Linked DNA regions of Sus scrofa: all the other regions are linked to region 4. Evidence: chromatin contacts called from public HiChIP or PLAC-seq and promoter capture Hi-C data. All regions are on one chromosome and are shown on one strand. Each heading gives the region's core, a stretch centred on a gene start, on an enhancer-like site or on the middle of the called end of the contact. The rest is flanking DNA. Distances are from core to core; before and after follow the strand shown.

The links. Promoter capture Hi-C pulls out the DNA fragments that hold promoters and counts their contacts. HiChIP or PLAC-seq counts read pairs in DNA pulled down with a chosen protein or histone mark.
Region 1: a contact with region 4 is called in a promoter capture Hi-C map of fetal liver, with 3 times the contacts expected there. The contact joins the promoter of PLEKHM2 here to the promoter of SZRD1 in region 4. A contact is called at or near these places in 1 of 5 promoter capture datasets (fetal liver) and 1 of 2 datasets of contacts at active chromatin or transcription factors (alveolar macrophages).
Region 2: a contact with region 4 is called in an H3K27ac HiChIP or PLAC-seq map of alveolar macrophages. The contact joins the promoter of TMEM82 here to the promoter of SZRD1 in region 4. A contact is called at or near these places in 1 of 5 promoter capture datasets (fetal liver) and 1 of 2 datasets of contacts at active chromatin or transcription factors (alveolar macrophages).
Region 3: a contact with region 4 is called in a promoter capture Hi-C map of liver, with 9 times the contacts expected there. The contact joins the promoter of DNAJC16 here to the promoter of SZRD1 in region 4. A contact is called at or near these places in 2 of 5 promoter capture datasets (fetal liver and liver), 2 of 47 Hi-C or Micro-C datasets (heart right ventricle and liver) and 1 of 2 datasets of contacts at active chromatin or transcription factors (alveolar macrophages).
Region 5: an H3K27ac HiChIP or PLAC-seq map of skeletal muscle shows a contact between it and region 4, with 3 times the contacts expected there. The contact joins the promoter of AGMAT here to the promoter of SZRD1 in region 4. A contact is called at or near these places in 2 of 2 datasets of contacts at active chromatin or transcription factors (alveolar macrophages and skeletal muscle).

The regions. Positions count from the first base shown.
Region 1 is chr6:74,863,337-74,866,931 of Sscrofa11.1, reverse strand. PLEKHM2 (pleckstrin homology domain-containing family M member 2) reads right to left here and starts at 1,816. Exons shown (of 20, transcript XM_021095385.1): 1 at 1,673-1,816. The coding sequence starts at 1,732. It overlaps RSC1A1 (regulator of solute carriers 1), which reads right to left. Exons shown (of 4, transcript NM_213793.1-2): 4 at 1,556-1,598.
Region 2 is chr6:74,913,693-74,917,822 of Sscrofa11.1, reverse strand. TMEM82 (transmembrane protein 82) reads right to left here and starts at 2,495. Exons shown (of 5, transcript XM_021095388.1): 1 at 1,742-2,495; 2 at 1,385-1,559; 3 at 99-516. The coding sequence starts at 2,292. It overlaps SLC25A34 (solute carrier family 25 member 34), which reads right to left. Exons shown (of 5, transcript XM_003127638.4): 5 at 3,393-4,130.
Region 3 is chr6:74,730,242-74,733,842 of Sscrofa11.1, reverse strand. DNAJC16 (dnaJ homolog subfamily C member 16) reads right to left here and starts at 1,713. Exons shown (of 15, transcript XM_021095383.1): 1 at 1,404-1,713.
Region 4 is chr6:75,457,339-75,461,476 of Sscrofa11.1, reverse strand. It overlaps SZRD1 (SUZ domain-containing protein 1), which reads right to left and starts at 2,353. Exons shown (of 4, transcript XM_005665044.3): 1 at 2,232-2,353. The coding sequence starts at 2,282. LOC100522143 (a long non-coding RNA gene) reads left to right here and starts at 2,520. Exons shown (of 2, transcript XR_303959.3): 1 at 2,520-3,404. LOC110255192 (a long non-coding RNA gene) reads right to left here and starts at 1,775. Exons shown (of 2, transcript XR_002344914.1): 1 at 1,699-1,775.
Region 5 is chr6:74,782,983-74,786,766 of Sscrofa11.1, reverse strand. It overlaps AGMAT (agmatinase, mitochondrial), which reads left to right and starts at 2,281. Exons shown (of 8, transcript XM_005665032.3): 1 at 2,281-2,363. The coding sequence starts at 2,330.

The DNA of each region.
Region 1 (3,595 bases), core at 567-3,066, 590 kb after region 4:
TGAACTTTCCCCATTTTACTTATAAATTGGAAGTCCAAAGACAAAATGCGTGGCCTACCTGAAGCCAAAATCAAGCCAGGTTAGAAAAGAATCAGTCTTCTTTTCTCTTCCAGTACCAAAGATGTATTATTTTTTAAAGCCTTCGCTCATCCTACACTCGAGTAAGCAAAAACAATATTCTATTGCATTAGCGAAGCTCAGGAAAACAAAACGAAACTTTTGGATGCCTGCAATGTTGCTTTTAGAGGAACGTTTTAGTAAAGGTATTTGCATCTACTATTCTTTTTAAGCCACACTGGTCTTTATGAAAGGAAAAAGTTGCTTGCCTAATGTTGCTTTTGACGAATTTAATTGGGGTAATAAATAGGGCTATTTTTTTTTTTTTTAAACTTTTTTTTTTTTTTTTTTTTTTTGCTATTTCTTGGGCCGCTCCCGCGGCATGTGGAGGTTCCCAGGCTAGGGGTCCATTTGGAGCTGTAGCTGCCGGCCTACGCCAGAGCCACAGCAATGCTGGATCCAAGCCGTGCCTGCAACCTACACCACAGCTCACGGCAACGCCGGATCGTTAACCCACTGAGCAAAGGCAGGGATCGAACCCTCAACCTCATGGTTCCTAGTCGGATTCGTTAACCACTGCGCCACGACGGGAACTCCAATAGGGCTATTTAAATACAATGATTGATTTAATTCTCTTCATTTGGGTTTTGGTGAATTGATTGATTAAACTACTCTGAGGCACCTCCCCTCACCCCTCAAGTCATCCCCTCACCACCGCCCCCAGTTTCTGAGACTATCAGCTGAACCAGGAATTCCAATGAGGAAAACAATCCAACAATATTCCTCAAATGATTGTCCATTCTGGTTTGGTTTTAAGGAAATCTTAATTCTACCTTCTCTGACCCTTTCTCAAATCAACTGACTCCCTCGTACAGACAAGTACATACCCTCCATAGGTAATATTTTTCCTCTATCTGGAATGGAGACACCATCTCTACTGCAGGGTGCCCCCCACTCCCGGGCGTCACTTAGTCCCACAGGTCATGGTCCAAAACGCAAGGTACTTTGGGTTCTCAAACTGCTGAAATAAGCCTCTTCAAAACTGCCATCCTTGGGCAAGATTATTCAAGGAACTCCCCAGGATCGGAGGCAATGTCATCCAGAACTGGGAAGACTGGAAGCTGCTTATCAAGGGCCCTCACTCAGACTGTCGACTCCGGAGACGGAGGCGCAAGCCCAGGGGAGATGGAGGATGCAGTGATGCTGCCCAGGGATGTGCGGCAGGTGGGGCCCTCGCAGGGCGTTTCTGCTGCTTCCCACAGAGAGGGGGGCACTGGCGGGTGGCGGCCCCTCTAAGTGACGCAGGGCCCCCGGGCTGGCCCGTGAAAGCTCCCAGGATGCTGACCTCAACTTAGTTCTTTAAAAATAGCTCGGACGCAGCGGCGCTCACGTGAGCCACCCGGCCTCCCCTGCATCGGCCCCGGGGTCCTGGCAGCTCCCGGTCTCCCGGGTCGAGGAGGGGAAGGGCGGAGTCCCGAGCCCCCGTGACAGGAGGGACCCCCGGCCTGGGCGAGCGACCCGAGGGAAGGAAGGGGCGCTGGATGGGGTCGGGGGCCCCGGCAAGGCGGGCCGGGTTGGGCCGGGGCCGGAGTCAGGGAGGGCAGGCCGCGCTCACCTTCTTCACCGACAGCGAGATGTTCTCCAGGATCCGGTCCTTCACCTCCCTCGGCTCCATGGCGCCGCCGCCACCGCCACCCCGCCGCCGCCGCTTCCCGCGCCGGGGCCCCGGGGCCGCCGCCAACCGCTGCCGCCGGCCGTGCGGGGGCTCCGTCGTGCCGGCCGCGGGGCCCGGCGCCCGCCGCCCGGCCCTCGCCTCGCCCGGCCCCTCGCTCCGCCGCGGCCCGGCGGCTCCGGAGCTCGGCCGGCGGGGAAGGAGGCCGCGGGCTGTGCGCGGCGGCGGCGGCGGCGGCGGCAGCGGCAGCGGCGGCGGCAGGAACTGATGTCAGGCGGGGCGGCGCCAAGGCCGGCGGTCGGGCTGGGACGCCCGCGCCGCGCCGCGCCAGCGCCCTGCGAGCCGGGACCCTGGAGCCCCCGGGCCCCGGAGACCCCCCTGGGGCCCCCAGACCTCGGGCCTCCGGTCGCCCACAGACCCAGGTCCCGCAGCCCTCCTCGAGACCCGGGAGCCCCCTCCCCCGACCGGGGCCCCCGGAGGCCCCCCTCAGATCCCGGGGAGCTGGAGACCCCTCGGCCCAGGCTCCACCTGTGCCCTGCCCTTCCTTAGCCCCGAGGCCCCCCCTCGATGCTCGGGCCCTGGCTCTCAACCTAGAGACCCAGGCCCCCCGGCTTTTGGCAGCCTGGAGACAGCCCCACCCGGACCTGCCCACAGACCTCGCCGGCCAGCCCAGAGGACCCAGCCCCTCCACTCCTGGGTTTCCCACCCTCCCCGCCCAGTCCTAAACTTTCAGGCCACGTCGGATCCTCGGTGCCCCTCCCTCACCTTCAGTCCTAATGCCCTGCCCCTTCCCACCCTTTTCCTGCTTCTTCACAGATCCTAAGGGCCCCTTGGCCCTGAAACCCACCGGTGACAATTCCCCTTCTCCTCCCTCCCCTACTCCCTTCCCCAGTTCACCATGTGGGGTTTCGTTCATGTTTTTTTTTTGTTTGTTTTGTTTTGGGGGGGGGTTGCTTTTTAGAGCCACACCCATGGCATATGGAAGTTCCCAGGCTACGAGTGGAGTCGGAGCTACAGCTGCCGGCCTACACTACAGCCACAGCAAGGCAGGATCTGAGCCCCATCTGCGACCTATACCACAGTTCACGGCAATGCTGCAATGCCGGATCCTTAACCCACTAAGTGAGGCCAGGGATCAAACCCGCAACCTCATGGTTCCTAGTGGATTCCTTTCCAATTTACCATGTTTTGAAGCCACCTACACTTGGAGTTTTCAGTCTCCTACCTGGCTCACTTACTCATTTGGTCCCCAAATAAATGTATTCCGGATACATTCATTGATTCCTCCTTTTTATGCTTCTAAAATGTCAATATATAGTCATTGTATTTATATTTTCTACTTTTTTAGAGTTGACATATAACATTAGTTTCAGGTATACAACATAATGATTCAATATGTGTATGTGTCCACAAATAACAAATGCTGGAGATGGTGTGGAAAAGGGAACCCTCCTGCACTGTCGGTGGGAATGTAAATTGGTACAACCATTATGGAAAACTATACGGAGGTTCCTCCAAAAACTAAATATAGAACTACCACATGACCCAGCAATCCCACCCTCAGACATATATCTGGACAAAATTTCCTTGAAAAAGACACATGTACCCATGTGTTCATTGCGGCACTATTCACAATAGCCAAGACATGGAAACAACCTAAATGTACATCGACAGATGAATGGATTAAGAAGATGTGGTATACGATGGAACACTACTCAGCCACGAAAAAGAACAAAATAATGCCATTTACAGCAACATGAATGGAACTAGAGAGTCTCATACTGAGTGAAGTCAGAAAGAGAAAGAAAAATACCATATGATATCACTCATATCTAGAATCGGATAGCACAAATGAACCTTTCCACA
Region 2 (4,130 bases), core at 1,246-3,745, 540 kb after region 4:
CGTCACCCCTGGCCCCCCAGAGCCTAGCAGAGTGCTGGGCCGGTGTCAGACAGTGGGCCGTGAGTGCCCAGTGAATGAACTGCCGCCGGGGCTCTTACCCTGCATGTAGATGACCAGCAAGGTGTAGCAGATAGTGAGCGGCGTCCAGAAGCGCACGGCCTCCGAGGTGGTCAGGAAGTCCCGGTTGATGAGGGCCACGGCCGCCAGGTTGCCCACCATAAACGTCACAGCCAGGGCGCGGCCCAGCAGCCGGGGGAGGCTGCGAGCACCGGCCAGCAGGCCCAGGCAGACCCCACAGTAGTGCTGGCTGCTGTGTAGCTCGTAGAGCTGGCAGACGTGGCGACGGAGACGCCGGGCGCCTGCGCTGAGCAGTGAGGCCAGCCCGAGGCCCAGCAACAGGTTCAGGGTGCGATGCGGGGCGCCCTCCTGCAGGAAGCTCAGGCCGCAGGTCAGCCCACAGCCCAGCGAGTACTGGCACAGTAGGTACAGCTGCAGCTTCTCGGGGCCCCGGGAGCCCTGGGTGGGGGAGGTGGCAGAAGAGGGGCCATGATGTTGGGAGTGCAGGCCACTCCTCACCATAGGGCACCAAGAGGGTGTCAATTACAGGTGCTCTGCTCTGTAGGAGGCTGGAGCCAGAAGGAACCTCAGGAATCCTTCCAGAAGAAGGAATATAGCCTTCAGGGCAAAGCCCTACTGGGATCATTTCTTTCAGCTCTTTTTTTTTTTTTTTTTTTGTCTTTTTAGGGCCACACCCAAGGCATATGGGAGTTTCCAGGCTAGGGGTTGAATCAGAGCCTTAGCCACCGGCTGAAGCCACAGGCACAGCAATGCCAGATCTGAGCCGTGTCTGCGACCTATGTTGCAGCTCACAGCAACACGGGATCTTTAACCCACTGAGTGAGGCCAGGGATTGAACTTGCATCCTTATGGATACTAGTTGGGTTCTTAACATGCTGAACCACAACAGGAACTCCTCGGCTCAATTTCAATCATGATTTTTACTTGGGACTCATCTGTTTGCTGAAGGGTGGTGACTCAGAGTCTTGAGGTGTTGGATTCAAAGCCTGACTCTCTTCTTGCCGGTTGTTGACCACAGACAAGCCACTTAACTCTTCTGAGCCTTAGCTTCCCATCCAGATCACAGCAAAGTCACCCTCTGTGGTTGTGGGGAGAAGAGGGGGCGCTGGAAGCCTCTAGGGCAGTGCCTGGCTCAGGGGAAGCTCTCAACATCCAGGAGCCGCTCCTTTATCTTCCTGGATTGGGACTGTGTCCCCTCTGAGTGGCTTTTAGCAAAATCACAACTGGGCCCAGCTTCCCGTGTTCCAGGGTGAAAACTAGGGCCAGGGTCCAGCCGTCCTCACCCACCACCTCCCTGGGGTCTCACCTTGTCCAGGGAAAGCAGCATGGAGACAGCCCGGAGGGAGAACTCGAGCACCACAAGGGCAGCCACCCGGGCCCCCACGATGGTCAGGATCAGGGCCAGCCCTGCCAGGTGCACGGTCTCCAGCAAGGCCCACTGGGCCCGCAGCCGCTCCTTTTCCAGCTGCCGCTTCGGGTCACTGTGGGATCAGAGGGGGTGAGGGCAGAGGGTCAGAAACACCAGCTTGGGCCCAGGAGGGGGTGCCGGTGTCCCCAGCCACACCCTTGGGGTTGGGGAGGGGGTGGTCTCATGCCCCCAGGTCCTCCCCTCAGAGGCCAGATTTGCTGCGCGGGAGCCAGGGTCGGGCAGGTGGGCACTTACTTGGCACAGCCCACGAAGAAGTAGACCTTCAGGAGGTTGCTTAAGACCGAGACTCCGCAGGCCCCGATGAGGCCTGGCGGGGGCAGGAGGGAGGGTAGGTGGCTTGGGAGGTTAGAGGAGGGGGCGGACGCGGCGGGGGAGGCCCACGTGGTGGGGTGCGCCCCGCACTGCGCCACGGGGACCCTGGGACGGTGCGGGGCCGCGGGGCCGCGGGAGGTGCTCACCTTGCAGGAGGGCGTCGAGGAGGCTGGAGCCCCACTCGAGGGAGGGGAGGCTGGGGAGCCAGGAGGGGAGGGACAGCGGGGACAACATGGCCGCCGGGATCCAGCCCCAGCCTCTGGCCAGGTCTGCAGCGGAGGCAGCGTCCGCGTCAGCGCCGCTGGGCAAAGGTGCTGAAGGCGAAGGGAGGGGCTGGGAGGGGTCAGGAGCCCAGGGGAGCAGAGGGCAGGGGAGGGGAGGAGAGCCCGGGCTTTAGGCCTTCCAGCTCTCAGGGTTGAGAGCGCCGCCTGCCCGGGTGCTCCCCGCTTGGGCAGCATGGGGGGGTGGTGCATCTCTGGGTGCTCTCTGTTCTGCTCAAATCTGGCACCTTCTTTTTTTTTTGTTGGTACAATTAGCCTCTTAATATCAGAATAATATTAATCTTATTTTCACAAGCTTTTTGCTTTTATTTATTTTTTTGTGTGTGTGTCTTTTAGGGTTGCCCCCGCATTGTATGGGGGTTCCCAGCCTAGGGGTCCAATCGGAACTACACTACAGCTCACAGCAATGCCGGATCCTTAACCCACTGAGCGAGGCCAGGGATCGAACCTGCATCCTCATGGATCTTAGTCGGGTTTGCTATCTGCTGAGCCATGACGGGAACTCCTATCCTTTTTGCTTTTTCCCTTTTAGGGCTGTACCCACAGCATATGGATGGTCCCAGGCTAGGGGGTCAAATCAGAACTGCAGCTGCCAACCTATGCCATAGCAACAGCAACACAGGATCGGCACCAAATCTGCAACCTACACCACAGCTCACAGCAATGCCAGATCCTTAACCCACTGATCGAGGCTGGGGATCGAACCCACATCCTCTTGGATCCTAGTCAGATTCCTTTAGGCTGCCCCACAGTGGGAATGGCCTGGCACCCTCTTTTCTCGCCCTCCTGTGGGCCTGCCATACAGCACCTCCCCGAAGCCCCAGGCCTCACCTCACCTGTCGTCCCCAAGCCTCTATCTGAGTTCTCCCTCTCAGCCTGAAATGTGGGGTCCCCCCCAGCCAAGGTCTGGAAGGGAACTTCAATTCCCCCACAGCCTGAGGTCACGCTGTTTGCTCTGAGGTCTGGAAGCAGGTCTGAGCTTGAGGTCTGGAAGCAGAGGGACCGTCCCCCACCTCCTGGGCCGGTGCTCTGCTCTCTCAGCCCAAGGTCTGGAAGGGGCTGTCTGGGCCCCGACAGCCTGGGGTGGGGGTCCAGCTCTGGGCCCTCCTCTCCTGTGCCACAGGGGTCCCCCTTAATGATCCTTCCAGCATCCACTAGGTGGCACTCGGCCCTGAGGGGTGGGGCTGCCCTGCCCCCATTCTTTTGGTCCCCCTTTTTGCAAAAGGAGAGAGACAAGGTTGGGGGTTCAGGGCTTGGGAGGCTGAGGCTGGCAGCAGGAAGGGGTCATTGGAGTAGACAAAAATAGAAAATTTATTGGCTTGGAGTGTGCAATATGGGTGCCTCTGGGGAACAGCTCTTTGCAGACCTGGGGTGTGTGGCAGGGAAGGTTGTTGACCTCTGCCTGTCCGACCCCTTCAGGGACCCGCTTCTGTAGCACGAAAGTCAGTATGGGCCTTAAGAACCCACCCATGGGGGAGTGTGGCTGCAGCTTGGGGAAGGGGCCTGGAATGGGGACACCTAGCTGTGCTACTCCCCACGGGAAGACATCCCCTTCCCTGGGCCTCAGTCTGCCCATCTGAGCAAAGGGCACCTCCAGAGCTACCTTTCAGAGTGGTCCTGAGGAGCTGCAAACGCCCACAGGACTGGGCATCTAGGAGACCTGGTAAGAGCCCTCAGCTGATGGGCTGAATCATGTCCCCTCTCCCACCCCAATTCATACGTGGAAGTCCTAACCCTTAGCCCCTCAGAATGTGACTGTGTTTCGAGATGGGCTCTTTAAGGGAGTAACTGAGTTAACACAAGGTCATTGGGGTGGGCCCTGATCCAGGATGACTGGTGTCCTTATGAGAAGGGATTAGGACACAGGCACACAGAGGGAAGGCCATGTGGGGACACTAGGAGAAGATGGCCACTTACAAGCCAAGGAGAGAGGGAGGCCTCAGAGGAAACCAACCCTGCCTACACCCTGACCTCAGACTTCCAGCCTCCAGAATTGGGAGAAAATAACCTCCTGCTGTCCAAGCCGCCAC
Region 3 (3,601 bases), core at 464-2,963, 730 kb after region 4:
GAGGTCTTGGATGAGGAGAAAACCTCACTTCCCACATTAGGGGGCAAAGCCTGTAGACCACGCATGGTCTTCAAATGTTAAAGCTCCATCTCTGGTGAGTGTAGTGACTGAATTCACTGTGGACTTTGGAAATAATCCTGGCTAGTTAATGAACAAGGTGGTGGTGTATTGCTTGGATGATCTTTGTGGTATCTTTTTTTTTTTTTTTTTTTCTTTTTTTAGGGCCGCACCCATGGGATATGGACGTTCCCAGGCTAAGGGTCAACCTAGAGCTGCAACTGCCAGCCTACACCACAGCCGCAGCAATGCCAGATCCCATCTGTGTCTGTGACCTGCAGTGTAGGTCACAGAAACATCGGATCCTTAACCCACTGAGCGAGGCCAGGGATTGAACCTGCATCCTCATGGATACTAGTCTGGTTTGTTACCACTGAGCCATAATGGGAACGCCATGTGATATCCTGATTTCTCAGAAATCACTAGAGTTTTATGGATCATGTATCTAATGTGACACTATCGAAAGAGAGGTAAACTCTAAGAGTGTAAACTCTAAGAGGTAAACTCTAAGAGTGGAGTTAGACAAGTAGGAATTCTAAATGCTGCCTGGAGTCCTCACAAAATTGACTAATCTGATGGTCAATGTTTAGGACTGCAAACATGCTGAATGAAAATCTAAAACATACCATTATTTTCTTTGTAAAGGCAACCTATAACCTATTCTATCCTACAAAACATATATGGCACGCTAAAAATGGAGAAAGTTATGTAGCACATTGACTCTGGAATCAGACTAACTAACATTGGGATCTGTCCTCCATCACTTTACGACCTTGGACAAGCTATTTAAAACTTGTTAACTCCTCCATAAAATGAGGTTGAACAATACCACCCTGAAAGATCTAAATGGGAGTTAAATGTACGTAATGTATTTACTGAGCACAGGGTCAGCAGCCTGTAACTGATACTTATTACCATTAACTTCTACTATGCAGTGCAACCAGTGCCTTATTCAACTGTGTCAGTTGCCTCCAGTTAGAAGGCTCAAGTGCCAGTGGGCTGTGTTCCTTTGCTGACAGCTCGACCATGCCGGCCTCTGGGCAGGAAACAACCTGCCCAACAGGTAGGCTACCGCCCTCGGGCAGTATCACCTGGATCAAGCAGCTGATCCCAGAGGCATGCTTAGGTCTGAGCCCAGCCTCGAGCTCCCACCAAAGGTCGCAAACCTATAGGAGACGGCCGCCTCCCCCGCTGCCTCCGAGAGCCCAGGGCCGGGCCCTACTGGCTCCGGTTCCCCCGCTAGGCCCAGCGGGGACCGGGAACGAAGAGGAACTAATAGGAAATCCCTGAGTCTGCCCGGCCCCGCCGCGTCCGCGGCTCAGCACTTCACGCGGAGAAGGAGTTACCGGAAAAGGGCACCAGCCTAACCGGCTGCAGCGTCCACGCTCCAGTTAGTCCGCCGGGCCGGGAACCTCCGGTCCAAACCAGCGCTTGCCGGGACCTGGGGAGGGAAAGAGGGGCGACGAGTTGGAGGGTAGTCACGTGACGCTTAAAGGCCCGGCGCACCGAGGGCGCGGACTGAACCGGTCCAAGGCGTCTATTTTGCGAGTCTGTTTTGACCCTTGTCACCCGCCGTCTGCGCATGGACCCGGCGCGGTTGCCATAGGAACGAGGCGCGCTCTTCGACTGGATCCAAAGGGATGGTCGCGGACCAAAGAGTCCAAAACGTGCTTCCTAGAGAGGCGAAGTCGCGATGCCTGATGGGATGCTAAAAGACCTCCCCGATGCAGGGAGGAGTTTCCACTTGTACCAGGAGATGGCCCTCGTCTAGCAACAGTTGCTAGGGTGGGGAAGCAATCGCTGGTCCCAGATCTCTTTAACCCTATTCATAGAATCCTACAATGTCAGAGTTGGAAGGGACCTTAGGGATCCTTTCTAGTCCAGCTCTTCCGTATGCTGATGGTGTTGGTGGTGGTGGACTGAGGCCCAGAGACCGGCAAGGACTTGCCCAAGGTTTAGTATCCAGGACTCCTAATCCCATTTACCAAAAAGGGAGCTCCAATCTAGAAGGTGCCAGATCCTGTCCTAAGCACGGAAAACGGATGTGTGTGATGATGCCGGTGGGGGCGGTGGGGGAGAGGCACAAATGAATGTGCTACCGAACTCAAGTTTGCTCTGCTCCAAGCAAATCGGGGCAATAAATTCGGAGACAAGTTGTTGGGGCAAGGAATAATGAGCGAGGCCAGAGATGGAACCTGCATCCTCATGGACACTAGTTTTCAGCCAGAAAGCTAGCAGACGCTGAAGGTGGCGGACAAGTGTCTCAAAAAAAAACCGTCTTGCTTCAGTCCGAACTAAGGCTCCTTCTACGCTGAGAAAGGGCAGGGGGCGGGGCCAACCATCACACTGGCACTTGCTTGGGGGAGAGGACTCACTACAATGCTGACCAATGGCTGAACAGGACCACTAAAGGTCTCTCACTAACCATTGCTCGCTTACAGATGAGGTAAACTTTCATTGAATCAGTGACGTAGGTTCCTGGGGGACATAAGGAAAGAGGTTTCATATTCCCCGCTCTGCTTTTATTGACTCTTTGCCTCCTTTGCATTTATCACTATCCAACATTACTATATCTTTTATTTATATTGTTTATCGCCTGTCTCCTCCTAAGGGGATGTAAGCATCTAAAAGCAGGGCTTTTTGTCTGTTTTGTTCACCCTCTGTATTTTTGGTGCCTGCACAGACCTGGGCACAGAAAGGATCTCAATGAATATTTGTGGAATAAATCATTGAGTGGGGATGAGGTTTAGCTGCTCCAGAGAATACATCCTCAAGAGGATTCCCAGTTGCTGAGGACTTTTGGTCGGGTTCGGGTTTAAATCCTCCCGCCTCTGTCACTTACTACTTCTGTGATCTTCACCTCTTTGAGCCCCAACGTCCAGATCTAGAAAATGAGGGGAAAGGACTATCTCCTTGGTAGATTGGAGTCAGGGAGAAATGAGATACTACTATGTAAAATGGCTAGCACAATGGCTGAGGCTTAGCAAATGCTTAATAAACAGGAGCAATTTGGGAGGTATTTTTGTTTTTTCTGTGAGAAGTTTTTCTTTTTGTGAAATTAAATATAGTTGACATAGGAGCAAATTTTTTTTTTTTTTTAGATCTGCACCCACAGCATATGGAAGTTCCTGGGCTAGGGGTTGATTCAGAGCTGCAGCTGTAGGCCTACACCACAGCCACAGCCACGTCAGATTCTTAACTCGCTGAGCGAGGCCAGAGATGGAACCTGCATCCTCATGGATACTAGTTAGTTTCTTAACCCGCTGAGCTACAAGAACTCCAGAGCAGTTTTTGAAATGAGGAAATGAACTAGATGTTCAGAGGACTAGATTCCTACCAGTTTTTCTCTTTGTGGGAGGTGCTCGCGTGGGAGAGAAGGAAGAGGGAAATGGAAGACCTTGTAAGGTGGACTTGGTTGGATGAGTCAAGGTCGGAAGAGGCACGGGGGCGGGGACTTACGGTTTCTTTGGGGCAGGGGAGGGGGCTAGAGGGGAGCTGTGCCTGGGAGAGTGTTGAACGGGGCGGGACAGACCATGACTCCAGG
Region 4 (4,138 bases), core at 1,104-3,603:
ATTATTTTGAAAGACGCATTTCCTTGGAGTTCCCTTCATGGTGCAGCAGAAATGAATATGACTAGGAACCATGAGGTTGCGGGTTCGATCCCTGGCTTTGCTCAGTGGGTTAAGGATCCAGCATTGCCCTGAGTTGTGGTGTGGGTCACAGACCTGGCTCAGATCCCATGCTGCTGTTGCTGTGGTGTAGGCTGGCGGCTACAGCTCCAGATTAGACCACTAGCCTGGGAACTCCATATGCCGTGGGTGTAGCCCTAAAAAACCAAAAACACACACACAAAAAAGAAGCATTTCCTTGATGGAATGCAAGTTATATTTTTTTGAATTGTCCTTTGATTGAAGATGTATCTCCTTGGGAGAACAGGTAAAGGGGGCAATTTTATATCAGGTAAGTGTCTGTCATACTAAAAGCAAAAAGACTATTTACAGAATATTTGAGGTTAAATCTTACATCTCTGGTGTCCATTTAGCTATAAAGTGCGGGAGTGGGCTAGCTGTTCTTTAAGCAGCTTACCTGTTCTGAAAAACTAAAGCAATCCTCAGTTTCTGAACCCTACATTCATTTTTGTTCTTCTCATTTTCTTCTTCTTTAATGTCAGAAACTTATGTCCCTTTGAAACAAGTGAGAAAAAAACAAAGAAAGGACAAGATGCTCAAGAAACTTATCATTTGAGTCATTCCAACTGTAAACCAAACTTTTTTGCAGGGAGCAGCATGAAGGGTCCTGAATGATTCACTCACACCTGTGGCAGGCGCCAATAAACGCCTCTGGCAGAGATTGTGAATTCTCTAGCACAAAATTACTGCTAAGCACTCTGTCTAGCACATGGCAGACCTCCTAAATGTTTGTTGATTGAAAAATACCTAGCTGACACCTGTTGCCCTCTATAAAATCTTTCGATTGCTCTCCCTACTCAAGCCACAAATCCAAGAAAGATGGCTGGCCCGTAAGAACTATACAAAATACCTCCTGAACGAAATCAATTCTTCAAATCCTCAATCATGCTAAGTGGGGAAAAAAACACCTTGAGAGAAATGCTTGAACCACCACCAGCAAAAACTTCAAAGTCAAAATTTCAACATTAAGGGAATGTTAAGGGAGTGCATCCATTTCTTGGTCTCTTCAAGCGCTGACAAGCACCCTCAAAGGAGCTTGATGAAAAAAACAAAAACAAAACCCACCTTCTGTTGTTCTATTCCGGTAACACTCGGCTCTCCACGCCCTACTCCCGACACATAAACCTTCAAGGTGGATGTCACTCGAGCCAGAACTGAACAATGAACACGAGGAGGACAAAACCAAAAAGACATCTCCCCACCTTCACAAGGATCACCACAGAACCGCAAACTCTGAGAAAACCAAATTAAACGCGAACCTAATAGAACTGACTATTCCGGCTTGAAACAGAGTATGTTTCCTACAGCTTGTGGAGGCAAACAAAACTCCGAAAAGCAAAGTCGAACGGTCCATTTCTCCCCTCCCTTCCCAGGAATGCAGCTACTTTACATATCACACCCCTCCCCCCTCGACCCCGGCAATCACTCTGCGAGACCCTTCCCCGGTGATCGGATCGTTGGGTGCGCCTCGGGGAGAAAGGCTGGCCGCTAGGCTTTCGGTTGTTCCGGCAGGGTCCCCGGGAGACCAGCCTGCCAGAGCGCTCAGTAAAATTAAAAGAGGAAAAACCCAGACTCGCCCACCGTGGCGGATGACGCAAAGCGGTGGGGGATTTTAGCATGCCCAGAAATGACTCGATTTCCTCTTGCTCTTCTCCGGGGCCAGATTTGCCTCCTGGGTCCGCGCATTCCCTCCCCCCACCCCCCGCCCCCGCCAAGTGGTGTGTCGCTCCTAGTCGGAGCACATGAACTTTAAAATGGTGCTTTGCACAGGGGACCGACAGGGAAAAGAGGAGTCGGGTCAAAGGCGCCTGGGGCGGGCTAGCGGGCGCCAGGAAAAGAGGTCCTAGTGGCGGGTGGGGCGCCCCGGATGACGCGCACGCCGGTAGGGAGTAGGGAGTGGAAGGAAGAGCACCAGGCAAAAGTGCAGGGAGAAATGGAACGTGGCCCCTTTAAGAGGCCTTCACCGAGCTCAGGAACCGGGGGCCTCTCCTTCACCCCCGGCCCGGCGTGTGGGGCCCTTCCTCAGGGAGAACCATCCCCAGACCCGCTCCCCCGAGGCTTTCCTCACGCCAGGTCCCGCCCGGCCCAGCCCCGGGGCGGCGGCTCCTCCTTACCCCGCTGTCTGCCGCCTCCTCCCAGCTCTCAGCGACCTCCTCATCTTCCATCTTACTCGCCGCTTTCCCTCCTCCCCCACCCCCTCCCCGCGCCTGCGTCCTGAAGCGCGCCTTGGTCGCGGGCGCCGGCACGCAGGGCTTTGCTCAATGAACCCCGCCCCCTGTCAAGCCCGGAAGAGGCTCCAGGCCAAGGCCCAGGAACGTCAAGGAAGCCATCTTGGAAAAGGGAAAGCATAAAGTTGCCATTTTTCTTAAGGGCAATGTGTCATTTCTCTTGCCGAATGGGAGTCCCTGTGAAGTCATCCTCTTTAGTATGGGAAGTGTGTTCTTTAGAACCATCTTTTCCAAGGGCAGGAAATTACTCTTTTTTTTCTTTTAAGGTGTAGTTTCCTAAGCTGCAGATTATGGTTTTTTCCAAAATTTTGAAAACATATGTATACCTCGACAAAGTGAAATAGCGGACATAACACTGTCCAGTTTAAACTGGTTTTGACTCCTTAAATAGGTTGTTGATTAATCAGACTTTGAGGTATTTTATAGAGGCAGCACTGCTCATGTGCGAGATGGGAACTCTTGTTTCCAGGAGGACCCCGGAACTAAGAATCTTCAGTTTAGGGAACTCAAATAGAAATGTTGCCCCCGGAATCCTTTACCAGGCGTAGCAAGAAGTCTTTTGTGGAGGAAAATCCGGTTTCCAGCCCCCCACCGTACCTTGCTTACCATATATGGACTGCTTTGAAAACTAGCCAATCAACTTGTGCCAACTTTGAAATTTCCCTAACCCTTAAATTTTGCCCCAAACCCTGGCTGGGACGGGGGAGACAGATTTGAGCCCTGCCTCCTGCCTCCTTATTGCTACCTCGCAATAAAGCTCTTTCTTTTCTCAAAAGTTGGTGCCGTAGTATTGGCTTCTAAGGGCGCCAGGCAGTGAACATGGTCCGTTCTGGTAAGAATTTCTGGCGACGGTGAAGGGACCAAGGTCTTGCGATCGCCTGTCTGAGGCACTGTAGCCCCCGGCTGGGTGTAGGCCCTCGCCACCGACCCTGAGTGGCCACCTAGACTGAATTTGTCTAGAGGCTTGGCTGTCGGGTTCCTGCTTCCCGCCGCTGCGGCGCTCCAGGCTTCTCTACGTTACTCACTTTTGGGGAAAGAAACAGCTCCTGGATCTTTTGGGTGAGTAACCTCGTTTAACTGCGCTTGTGCCTAAATTGTTTAATATAATTTCACCAGGATTGTGGGTTAGACTCACAATCCCTATACTGTCTAAGGGAGACAGTATAAAAGGTTACAGCGGCTGAGGTACTCAAAAGATCGGGTTTAGAGTCCCAGGCCTTTGGATTTGTCTAACTATTTTGTTTATTAGGAATTGGGGTTAACTATTGGATGACCACAGCCACACTTCTAATATATCTGTTTTATGTCATTTTGCTGTGGTCATCCTGAGAAAAAAACCCTTTCAAAATGGGGAATTATGACAGTATACCTGACGGCAGTCCCTTGAAAAGTGTTCTTCAAGGTTGGTCACTGTATAGCTCTAAGTCTATGAAAAAGAAGAAAATGATTTCCTTTTGTAACCATGTCTGGCCCAAATATCAATTGGAATCTGGGGAAAAATGGCCCAAGAATGGGTCTTTGAACTATAATACTATTACACAGTTGGACTCATTTTGTAAGAGAGAGAAAAAATGGGGCGAAATTCCATATGTAGAATCATTTATGTCTTTATATAAGAGGATAAATTTGCATATGACCTTTAAAATGATGGTTCAGAAGGTTGAACCTCAGAAAAAGCCCGTTTTACCCGAGTCAAAGCCTGAAGGTGTTCCAGTACTGCCTCTGCGGGCGCCTGGTGCGGTAGCCCATCCCTCAGCACCACCTCTTCCCATAGCCCCTCTCTCCGCACCTCT
Region 5 (3,784 bases), core at 1,032-3,531, 670 kb after region 4:
ACAGCATATGGAAGTTCCCAGGCTAGGGGTCGAATCAGAGCTACAGCTGCAGGCCTACACCCCAGCCACAGCAACACCAGATCTAAGCTGCCTCTGCAGCCTACACCACAGCTCATGACAATGCTGGATCCTTAACCCACTGAGCTTGGATCCTACATTGCTGTGGCTCTGGTGTAAGCTGGCAGCTACAGCACCAATTTGACCCCATATAGCCTGGGAACCTCCATATGCCACAGGTACGGCTCTAAAAAGGCAAAGAAAGAAAGAAAGAAACTCAGATAGGTAATAGTTTTTTTGAAAAAGGATTTTTTTCCCACCGTGCCTGCAGCATACAGAAGTTGTCTGGCCAGGGATAGAACCAGTGCCTCAGCTGCAGCCCAAGCAACAGCAGCAACCATGCTGGATCCTTAACCTGCTGAACCACCAGGAAACTCCTAGGTAATACAAATTTGAAAAGAAATTTTAGAGAGTTGCCTGGTGATCTAGTGATTAGGACTCGTCCTTTTTACCACTGCAGCCCTGGTTCAATCCCTGGTTTGGTTCCTAAAAGTTTTTTTTTTTGTTGTTGTTGTTGTTGTTGCTATTTCTTGGACCACTCCCGCGGCATATGGAGGTTCCCAGGCTAGGGGTTGAATCGGAGCTGTAGCCACCGGCCTACGCCAGAGCCACAGCAACGCGGGATCCGAGCCGCGTCTGCAACCTACACCACAGCTCACAGCAACGCTGGATCGTTAACCCACTGAGCAAGGGCAGGGACCGAACCCGCAACCTCATGGTTCCTAGTCGGATTCGTTAACCACTGCGCCACGACGGGAACTCCCCAATCCCTGGTTTGGAAACTAAGATTCCACATCAGGTAGCAACACACTGTGACAAAAAAAAAAAAAAAAAAAAAAAAGAAAGAAAGAAAGAAAGAAATTTTAACATCAAAAAAATTTATGGGATTTCCCGTTGGGGCACAGTGGTTAACAAATCCGACTAGGAACCCTGAGGTTGCTGGTTTGATCCCTGGCCTCGCTCAGTGGGTTAAGGATCCTGCGTTGCTCTGAGCTGTGTTGTTGTTCGCAGATACAGCTCGGATCTGGCATTGCTGTGGCTGTGGCATAGGCTGGCAGCTGTATTTCCAGTTAGACCCCTAGCCTGGGAACCTCCATATGCTGCAGGTGTGCCCTAAAAAGTCAAAAAAAAAAATATATAGCCATATCAAAGAATGCATCGAAGCCTATGCTCCTACACTGACTACCTGAGTTATTATTCTGCCTCGATCCCCCCTCTGGAGTTAAGAGACTCTAACTGCAGGAGCGGGGGTGGCAGTGGGGTGGGGTGGGGCGGACTGCTCTGACTGCTTCCTGCTGACAAGGGGCATCATTAGAGGAAATCAGTTAGGTCTCTCCACTCATGGGATGGTCAAGTGGGCTTCCATACATAACACTGGGTACCTCGTCTATCACCATTTGAAGGTTGATAGCTCTTAACTTTTTTTTTTTTTTTCCTACTGTACAGCATGGTGACCCAGTTACACATACATGTATATTTATATATTCTTTTTTCTCACATTATTGTGCTCCATCATAAGTGACTAGACATCGTTCCCAGTGAAGGTTGATAGCTTTTAATCGGGATGTCATGAAGCGAGAAATACAATTAATTACACAGGGTCTGAAAAAAAGGATCAAGATCACAGTGGTGACTGGTGAGCAAATGTTTCCACCAGGAGGAGGAGGTCAACCAGTTCCAGAGGGCAGCTCCAAACGCTGGAGCTGGATGCGACATGGTGTGAATCTGCTGCTGGCGATCTTGCAGGGAATCAGACACCTTCTTGTGAGCGCTGGTGGATTGGATCGGATCCCAGACGAGTCTGCAAAAGACGATGCCAGAAAGATGTTACTGGAATCCGGGTTCTAGTTTGCGGAGCTGAAGAATGAACTTTGTGAACACACAGGCAGCAAGCAAGCAAAGTCTTTATTACAGGAAAACAAAGAGCTCCCAGGACAGGCTGAGAGGGGAAAGAAGAGTCCCCTATTCATGGATTTTGAATCCAATCAAACTCTTTCATGTCAAGCATTTTATTTGTTAATTTTTATTTTTTATTTTTTGCTTTTTAGGGCCGAACTCGTGGCATATGGAAGTTCCCAGGCTAGGAGCTGAATCAGAGCTGTAGCTGCCAGCCTACACCACAGCTCACAGCAACACCGGATCCTTAACCCACTGAGGGAGGCCAGGGATTGAATCTGCAGGGCAACTCTGCCCTTTGAACCCTGGGTGGTCTGGGAGCTGGCACACTCTCCTGGGCTACAGTGGGGAACAGCAGGGCCGGCACGGGGGCAGGATGCTGCAGCTGCTGGTTTCTGGCTGTGTCCGAGGCCTAAGGGCCGGCACGGGCATGCAGCAAGGGCGTACTTCCCCTGCACCCAGAGAGTCCTGCTGCAGGGCTTAGCCACCCAGCCTTAGGTTGAATTAGAGCTACAGCTGCCAGCTCACACCACAGCCACAGCAATGCCAGATCTGACCTATACTGCAGCTCATGGCAACACCAGATCCTTAACCCACTGAGTGAGGCCTGAGATTGAGCCTGCATCCTCATGGATACTAGTCAGGTTCGTTATCGCTGAGCCACAAAGGGAATTCCCTATTGTTTAATTTCTTTGGCCAAGACTGCTACATATGGAAGTTCTTTGGCCAGAGATGGAGTGCATGTCACAGCAGCACCTGAGCTGATGCAGTGACAACACCGGATTTTAACCCGCTGAGCTATCAGGGAACACTGAGCATTTTATACTTTTTTTTTTTTTTTTTAGCTGCCCCAAGGCATATGGAGTTCCCAGGCTAAGGATCAGATCTGAGCTGCAGTCTCAACCTAAGCTGCTCACATAACTTCATTACGAATCACCTTTTTCTCCCCTGAAAGGTATGGAGAACTGCAGGTTCGTGGGCTCGCCTCTAAGGCCTTTTTTAAAAAGGTTATTTAGAAAGACTGCTTCCTGAGACTCCCACCCAGACATTTCTTAGTACACTATTTTAAAAAAATGCTCTGGGAGTTCCCTCATGGCTCAGCAGGTTAAGGATCCAGCAGTTGTCATTACTGTGGCTCAGGTTTGATGCCTGGCCTGGGAACTTCCACATGTCCAGGGCTCAGCCAAAAAAAAAAAGAAAAAGAAAAAGAAAAAAGAAAGCTCCAATTTCTCTTGCTTAAAGAAAGGTCTTTCCCCTTGAAATCTTTCAGGTTTTAAAAATATTACTGTGGGAGACATAGAAAATAGACCTGTGGTTGCCAAACGGATAGACAGTGAGGTCTTATTATATAGCAGAGGGAACTATATCCAAGATCTTTGGATAACCCATAATGGGAAGGATTCTTTTTTTTTTTTTTTTTTTTTTTCTTTTTATGGCCGCATGGCATATGGAGTTTCCCAGGCTAGGGGCCTAATCAGAACTACAGCCGCTGGCCCAAGTCACAGCCACAGCAATGCCAGATCTGAGCTGCGTCTGTGACCTACACCACAGCTCACAGCAACGAGAGATCCTTAACCCACTGAGCAAGTGAGTGAGGCCAGGGATCAAACCCAAAACCTCATAGTTTCTAGTTACATTCCTTTTCACTGTGCCATGATGGGAACTCTGGAAAGGAATATTTTTAAAAAGGATGTATATGTGTGTATAACTGAGTCATTTTGATGTACAGTAGAAATCAGTACAACATTGTAAATCGACTATACTTTGATAAAAAAAAATTTAAGAAAATGTTTAAATAGTCCAAAACAAAAACAAAAACCCTAGGAGAAGA